2 separate regions of the Mus musculus genome follow, and region 1 is linked to region 2. A link is a contact called in public Hi-C data. All regions are on one chromosome and are shown on one strand. Each heading gives the region's core, a stretch centred on a gene start, on an enhancer-like site or on the middle of the called end of the contact. The rest is flanking DNA. Distances are from core to core; before and after follow the strand shown.

Evidence for each region. A called contact is a pair of places that touch in the nucleus more often than the background predicts.
Region 1: a Hi-C map of the C2C12 cell line shows a contact between it and region 2, with 1.9 times the contacts expected there. The contact joins the promoter of Btc here to the enhancer-like site in region 2. A contact is called at or near these places in 3 of 39 promoter capture datasets (hippocampal neurons and liver), 13 of 484 Hi-C or Micro-C datasets (the AML12 cell line, the C2C12 cell line, adipose-derived mesenchymal stem cells and 7 more), 1 of 115 datasets of contacts at active chromatin or transcription factors (a colorectal cancer cell line) and 2 of 9 other capture datasets (adipose tissue and pancreatic islet).

What each region holds. Positions count from the first base shown.
Region 1 is chr5:91,400,845-91,404,914 of GRCm38.p6, reverse strand. Btc (betacellulin, epidermal growth factor family member) reads left to right here and starts at 1,921. Exons shown (of 6, transcript NM_007568.5): 1 at 1,921-2,257. The coding sequence starts at 2,194.
Region 2 is chr5:91,305,490-91,309,706 of GRCm38.p6, reverse strand. No RefSeq gene overlaps it. Among named protein-coding and RNA genes, the nearest start is that of Gm19619, 25 kb to the right of the region's middle. Within about 2 kb of position 1,591, at least 16 of the 459 cell types and tissues checked have an H3K27ac peak or open chromatin away from gene starts, as enhancers often do. A contact at or near this core is called in the C2C12 cell line, a colorectal cancer cell line and hippocampal neurons, where this site is marked.

The DNA.
Region 1 (4,070 bases), core at 672-3,171, 95 kb before region 2:
AATTAGAGTTCTGGGGAGTATGGGTGGCAGAGGAGGATGGGGAGAACTAAGGAAGGGAAGGAAGGAGAGGGGAGAAGGAAAAGAGTGGAAAAGAGGAAGGGAGATTCTCTTGACCTTGAAGAGACTAGCTCTCTGTTGCCAGAAAATCTAGAGGACATATTCTTGGGAGCATTTCATTTTATTTCTGGCAGTAAATAAAGCTCCCAGGGAAAGATACTACTTTATCTGGCCTAGTTAGTATATTAAATTACACTATTTCATCCTCTAGTGGCCTGAAAAAGTTAATTTACCATGTGAACGTCAGGAATGCTAAATACGTATATCATGTCCCGGCCTCTTATAATTTCTCAATAAGCAAACAGTGTGTGTGCTTTCTTTCCTTTTTTTTTTTTATTAGTATTTGCAGAGAGCAGGATAGGAGAGGAGGCTGCCACTGTCTGTTGGTGATAAGAAGGCAGATGTTAAGTATGGTGTCATCTCAGAGAGGAGCCTTGGTGTAGGAGCCCTCCTACACTAGCAGATGCCAGGAAGATAAAAGGACAGAGACATACGGAGGGAGTGCCACCATTCTAAAGCCCTGATGGCTTCCTGTACTCCATCACCTCTGTGGTGCATGGCCCTCTATCTCTCAGTTCTTCCCTGCTCCGGACCCCACCCAATCATCTGAGACGGTTCCCTCTTCCAGGGCTCTAAGGGGTTAACTAGAATGGATGGATTTAAAACTTCATTCTTCTAGATACATCAGTTGCCTACGGCACTAACATAACTAGGATCGGTTTAGAAATAAAATATCACTTGCTTAATTTATATAATGGGGTTCAAAAGGAGGGTCAAATGCTTGACTTATCTTTCATATGTAAAAAAAAATGTTTATTGTACTTTCCAGTGTCAGAAATGCAACTTCTGAAGGTGGATGCATTGTATGCATTGCTTTTACAAGATCAGTAAATCAGTTCATAAGACCCAAACCCCTTGGTCAGTTCAGATGCAAATATACTTGTGCTATACGGTAAAACTGGAACCCTTTTATAGGCTGTTCAGTGTGTCTTTGGGTTCCAGAGACGGCTCAATGCATAAAAAGTTCCCATTACTAGGCATGATGAAATAGAGATAAGGTTTGGCAAAGCACAAGCATACAACACACACACACACACACACACACACACACACACACACACACACACACAAACACACACACACACGAAAAAGAAACAGAAAGATCCTACTAGAATTAAGAGGTAAACAAATGAAAAAATAATGGATAAATAAAATAGAAATGAAGTTCTTTTATTTATCTATTTACTCAGATGATTTGTTACTAAGTTTCTGAGCTAATATTGTGCTATGTGGGCCAGGCTGACCCTTCAAACTTGCTCTCCTCCTGATTAGAGGCATGTGCCACCACATCCAGCTGATACATGAAATTTCAAAAGGACGTTTTGGCAAGCTAAAATGCCCGGCTAATTAATAACTGACTAGAAGGCACTGAAAACTGAAGTATTAACTTTAAGAATTCTATAGACAACAATGACTCTTGAGAAATCGCCTGTCTGCGTCAACTGTCAAATGCTTGAGGTTTTTTGTGGTTTTTTGTTGTTGTTGTTGTTGTTGTTGTTGTTTGTCTGTTTGTTTTTTCTTTTCAGTGAACTTCGCTCTAGTCTCAGAATTCGCTCCTTAGGCCAGAAGGAGACTTCTAGACTTTCCCCCAGAGGGCTTCATGAGTTGAGGCCACATGACCAGGTCCTCTTCTGCCTCTCTTCTGGGCCCCATTTACCTTGTTTTGTCCCACAGGGGGAAAGAAATGAACCGTCAGGTGAGACCCAGCAGGGGGAGTGGGAGAGCTGGCCCCGTGGCCCTCTGAGCGTGTCCTTGGGTGTGAGTATGGGTGTGGGGCAGCTGGGTGGGAGCAGCGTGCAGGCTACCAGCACCAAGTGGTGTGCCTCTCCGGGGGTGTGTGCAGAAGGCTCCAGGATAAATAGGAGGCTCCCAGTTCTGGGTGACACTGGAGCCCGCTGGCTGCCCGCCCCGGGTGTTTCCCTGCTCTGTAGGCAGGCTGCCTGCTGCTTAGTTTCGCTTCCTCCTGGCTCAGGGATTAGTTTTCAAGCACCCTCTCGGTGCCAGGGCCCAGGAAGGGCATAGAGAAGGAACCTGAGGACTCATCCAGGGGCTGCCCTGCCCCTCACAGCACAGTTGATGGACCCAACAGCCCCGGGTAGCAGTGTCAGCTCCCTGCCGCTGCTCCTGGTCCTTGCCCTGGGTAAGTGTTCATTCTGAGAGCTACAGATCAGGAGGAAAGTCATGGGGGCTGGAGTCCTGTGAACCTTGCTGAAAGAGTGAGCTGGTGAAGTTAAGATCCCGCCTCTGGCTTGCACCTGTTGGAGTCTTCCCTGGGTATACTCGAGGCCCAGGGCGGCAGGGATCCTGCTGCCTGCTGCTGGGCTGTGCTCAGGTGGCACCTTGAAGTGCCAGGAGCAGAGCTCGCGGAAGGTGCTGGCAGGGACCCGGGAGGTGCTTAGCAGGTGCCTGAGATGGGAGGAGACTCTCAAAGGAAGAAGCAAGGGAGTCTGCACCGAGAAGGATACCTGCAGAAGGCAGAGGCGGGCATTCCTAACATGCATGGACTGGAGAGCAACGTGCTTGTGTGTGTGTGAGTGTGTGTGTGTGTGTGTGTGTGTGTGTGTGTGTGTGTGTGTGTGTGTGTGTGTGATGAATCCTCCTAAGCTACTGGTAGTCTCAAAAGCAGTCCCGTCTTCTCTCCTCTCTCTCTCTCTCTCTCTCTCTCTCTCTCTCTCTCTCTCTCTCTCTCTCTCTCTCTCTCTGTCTCGTTCCTGGAAAACACACACAAACACACACACACACACACACACACACACCTTCTCTCTCCCTTTTCTTTCTTCCATTCGTGTGGCAGGAGCTGCGAGGGAGAAGTCCTCTCTTGAGAGCTTTCTGTGACTGTTTTTCGTTCAGGACGAGAAAGCAAAGAGAAATGAAAAAATACCAAACGGCCTCACTTGGGACCTTTTGCTTCCTACTTTGAAAAGTCAGGAGAGGAAATACATCTCTTTATTTGGAAAATTAGGGCCTGTTGGTTGAGAACTCCTGGATGTCCGCAGAAGCAAGAGAGGAGAGGCGGCTCCCTGGAAGCCAGAGCTGTGGAAGCAGAGTGCAGCTTCAGGTGGCATCCTGCCCTCTGCCTCTGAGTAGCAGACGAGAGGACAGCCTGGTGGGAGAGCCCAGCCATCTCCAGACCTCTGCTTCGAGGTCCTTGGGGGTTCTGGAAGGGAAGGGTGCTTTCTAGCCTTATGTGGAATCTAAGAGCATTGAGACATTGTAAGGAGAGGGACCTCTTATGTGTCACCGTGCTATATTATATACCTTCTCTCAAGCCTGGAGAGGGCTAACAACTGTAAAAAGGGACAAGATTGTTTATCAAGGTGTAAAAACAGATAATATAAGTGAAATTTTTGTTTGGCTGTGTCTCCAGAACTAGAGAGGCAGATAAAATGCTTGTCAACCTGGTGGCAGAAGGACTGCATGTAAGGTCCAGGTTAGAGAGGAAGGACTGGCTTAGCCTACAGTGGAGGCATGTCACCTTAACCCACTGTAGAGTGATGTGAACCAAGAGGACATGAGATGGAGGTGTAGAGGAAGTGCTGAGACTATTGTCAGTATCACTTAAACACAGCTGGCACTCACATCCTCTACCTTGTCTGGATTGCCCCCCAGCCAAGATCTTCTTCATCTTGGTATAGTGAACTATATGCTAATGTATACAGGAAGCAGGCAGAAGAGTGGTCCTGAGATTCTTAGGTGTGGTTCTTGCTTTATGTTGAGTTGGGAATGCCAAAGTGACAGGGAAAAGCTCAGACAAGCAGAGAAGGGAGAGCTCCATGTTGAATATGGAATGATGAGAAGTCACACAGAAGATATGTGTGGGTACTGGGAGAACCTGAAAGATGGGAGGAAGTCGGGGTAAGAGTGGGGAAGGCAAAAGCCTCTAGTGGAGGGATGCTGACTCAGCAGTAATTCTCTCCTGAAGAAAGAAGCAATTGGCTTGAGAGAAAGTGTAG
Region 2 (4,217 bases), core at 342-2,841:
CTCTTCTAAAGATTTAGTAATGTTCTACCATATCCATATCTCACATTCAGTTCATCTGTTCCTGTGTTGGTGGACGGTAGGGTAGCTTCTGCCTTCTGGTGACATTCTGAGAATGTATGGGAGAACACACATCAGTCCGTGCCTCCCTATATAAATAAATACTCACAGAATTGAGATTTGTCTTTTCATGCCAATTCTATTTCTATGGCTTTGAGACATTCACTGTGCCTGCATCATTTTGGATTGCTGCTAACAAAGTGCAGGGTTAAGATGCCCTCTCCTCATTTGTTTAGTGCAAATATGTATCCTTTATATCTATTGTCTTTGCAACGGTAACATCACTTTTTGTTACTTTGTTACTTCCCCACCTCTATTCAATATTTATTGTTCTCCCATTGTAATGGCTACAGCATTGTCTAAAACCTTTACAACTGGAAAGATCAAGGCTGGTGCTATGGTGATGTCCTTTCTTCCAACCTAAGTCACTGCATCAGAAGTGATGCTGCTGATTTGTCCCCATGGGCAGAAGTTATAGCACCTTGAGTAGTTTTTTCCGGGTCACAGGTCTAGACTTCTTTGTAAGTGCAGCCGTTACAGCATCAGCATCCAACATCACTGCTCTCCTGATTTCTACTGAGATAGCACTATGGCTGATCTTTTCCATGCCTTCTTTGGCTGAGGGGGTGGTAGTACCATCTCTACCCTTTCCTTATCAGCACCAGGGGCAAGGAAGAAAGCATAGGCATACTAGTGGAGAGGTAATACAACGTCAATAGCTGCTCTGGAAGCTAAATATGCACCTGCTGTGACAAACAGCAATTGCTTTCATGGACATGTCCTCTTAAAAACATATGTCCCTCTAACACCCTACGCACCAGTGTTTCCAACAGCTTTGAGACAATCCAGATGTCCGTCACCAAGAACGTGGTAAAATAAATGCCAGTACACCCACATCGTGGGACACCACTCAGTGATGAGAAGCAATGAACTGTTACACACAACAGCTTGGACGAAAGCCAATCTCAGAAGATTGCACACAGTTCCATTTTACGATAACATTCTTGAAATAACAAAATTAGAGACAAGTAGAGAAGATAAATGATTGCCAGGTGAGAAAAAATTAGGCAGAAGCAGGAGGCTATGAGGTGCATGCAGAGGGGAAAGGTGGAGGCTATGATGAGGTCTCAATGGTATGAGCTTCCTGCATCTTCATCCTTCATCATTGTCTTGGGTTTAATGTGGTACTGAAGCTTTGCAAAATGTTTTCTTTTGCAGCTATGGGAAAAGAGCACACAGAATCTCTGTGTCATTTTCTATGGGTGCAGCTTAGCTTATAATTATCTAAAAGCAAGGGTTTCATTAAAAACAGGTGAGATAATTAGTTTTGAGAAAGAATTACTTATTGTGTTAATCTGCCAGCAGCAAGAAATAGTAAAAATCTAGAATTTTTGCTATTGACATGGGATTTTCAGATTAGTTTCAGGCAAAGTGTTGGCTGAAATTCCTTGGATCACAGGGTAGCTAAGAGTTAATGCCATTCAAAACCACAATGAATCAGCAATCTGAAGAGTGAATTGTGGAAGTTCATGGGATCCTGTTCTGCAGCACTTAGAAATCACCACAAGAGGGTGCAATGATCCCAGCTAATTACAGGGACAGTGGCATCAGGTGAACCAACCGGGAGGTAAATTGTCTAATGTGGAAATATTCTTTAACCCAGATGCTTTCTCTAGGATGCACCTGTGGTTAGTTGTTGCTTTGCTTTTGTTTTTTGTTTTTTTCTTAAAGGCTGTAAATCAGTTGATAGAAACTGATAGCAGCTGACTGCATCAAGGAAAGAGAAACAGATCATGAATGACAAACGGGAGGATGGGACTATCCAGCCTCTAGAGATTCTGAGAGGAGACCTCTTCCTCATCGTGGAGATGCTCCACTTCTGCTAAATTACAGGTATGCTCAAAGCACCTATACAAATTGGTACCAAATTTGCAATTGAATGCCAGGATGACCTCCCATTTGGAGGCATAGATTGGGAGCAAAATGGTGGTGCATTAAGATCCATTCCGTTTCACTGTTAAAGTCATAGATGGGAGCAGGGTGCAGGTGAGGTGTGAATGTGTTATTGCCCAGCAGAATTCTTTGAAGGGCTAATCTAATGGACTTTCTCTGAGGTCTCATCTTCCTTCCCTTAGAGGTTGGGGGAGACAATAGTGTCTATCATTCCGACCTTGCTCTAGAAACGGAGGTCAGGCCCACTGAGAGATCTATGAGATGGGGTCCTCGGCTGAGTGAATCAGATGCTGTGTAGCCCATGCCTGGAGAGTGGAAAGAGGCTGACTATAGGCAGAAACAGGCTCCCTTCTACCAGTCAGTCACTCAGAAGAATGGGAGATTCTGCAAGCCAAAGAGGCAGAGACAAGAGCTGAGTCCACTTGCAGGAGCCTTTGCCTACACCAGGGGGAAGACTTGGGGCTTTGGAAGAATCAGATTCCCAAAACAGTGAGCAAGCTTCTAACCAGACCTAGAGTCTGGAGCCTCTAGACAGGTGGGAACCTTCTTCCTCCTCTCAGCTTCTCTCGTGTCCCTGCTGGCTCTCCTGGGATAAGCCAAAGCATAGATGTTAGAACCAGCTCGCAACAGGGAAATGAGAAGAATTTTGTGTTCAGAATTTTGCATAAATTATGTGTTCAGAATTTTGCATAAATTAGACATGGTCACATGTGCCTGCATCTGCTACTGGAGAGGATGAGGCAGGAAGATTGCTGGCTTAAGTTACACAGTGAGTCTGAGACCAGCAGATGCTATCTTTCCCGAGTAAGCTCCTTTCTCAGGAAACAGCTGCCACAGCAAAATCTGAGGTGATCAACTGGAGCAAGAGACAGAGGACAGCTCTACCTAGTCCTGTTTTAACTGTTTTCTCTTAACGCACCCATGGCCTGGGAATCAAATCTTTAACTCATGGGACTTTGGGGGGACACTCAGACTCCAAATGAGAAAACCAACTTGTCTAGCAAACGCCAACACATTCCTCTCCAGCCCCTTGTTCTTCATATACTGTCTTATCTTTCTTCCTGGCCGTTATTAGGCATTGGGTCATCTGTCCCATGAGAACAGGACCCATGATTGGTTTATTCCCTGTACTCCTGGGGCGTTCCTAACATGTAAGAAATCCTCCACCACTTCTCTTAGACTTATTAATTAATTACTCATACTTTAGCCTTTGCAGAAATAAATAAATGCTTTTATATGTTACATACTTAAATAATATTAGTCGCTGGACTTGAAGTTGTGGATTAGGGATTTATCTTTCTACTGTGTCATATACAACCTTTAGGAAATGCATCTAATTCTTGTTCTTTTTAAACAATTTAAAGATAACGTTCAAGGCAAGCCCATGCTCTGAACTTCTCTGTACCCACCAGGACTTGCTTTCTCATCATTTTTCCTCTATCCCAAGTGCTGATGTATATCTGTAAGACAGTGGTGACTCAGGACTAAGCTAATATGCCTAAAAGGAAGGCAGAAGGGTGAATAATTGAACTACATTGGAAAAAAGACTAAATTGACTTTTAGAAATGCTTTTCTATGTGTATGGAGTTAGAGTGTTTGTGCATGTGGGAACACAAGAGCCCACACCTGCACACGTGTGGAGGACAGGGTAAGGTATGGGATTCTCTCTATTTCTCTCTGCAAAGCTTCATCTCTCTTCCTGCCTTCCTCTCCCTAGGTGCTGGGATTATAGCAGAACATAGCCATGCCTGGGTTTTGACGTGGCTGGCTACTGGGGATGGGAACATAGGTCCTCATGCACGTGCAGCAAGCACTCTCACCCCTGAACCATCTTCCAATCCCTGTCAATGTTTGCATTAGTATCTATTAATGATGCGTTAAAATGAGTTTCATTATGATGTATTTATACATGTATGTAATTTATTTTGATCAAGTCTGTCCCAGCTTCTCTCTCTTATTCCTGACTGTGTCTGTCGCTCCTCCTTCTTCCCAAGCAGGTGCCCCCCATCTTTCCTGTCTTCTTTGCATGCTTTATTAGGATGGTTTATCAGAGCATGGGTGATGCTTGATTTTCAGGAACCTAGACAACTTCCTGTGACTACACCACTGAAGAAAATATTCTTTTCTCTGTATCAACCATTGACCATGATGAATCCTCAGGAGCAGGTGAGGCCCTGTCAGCCCTTACCTCTTCCAAGACAAACTGC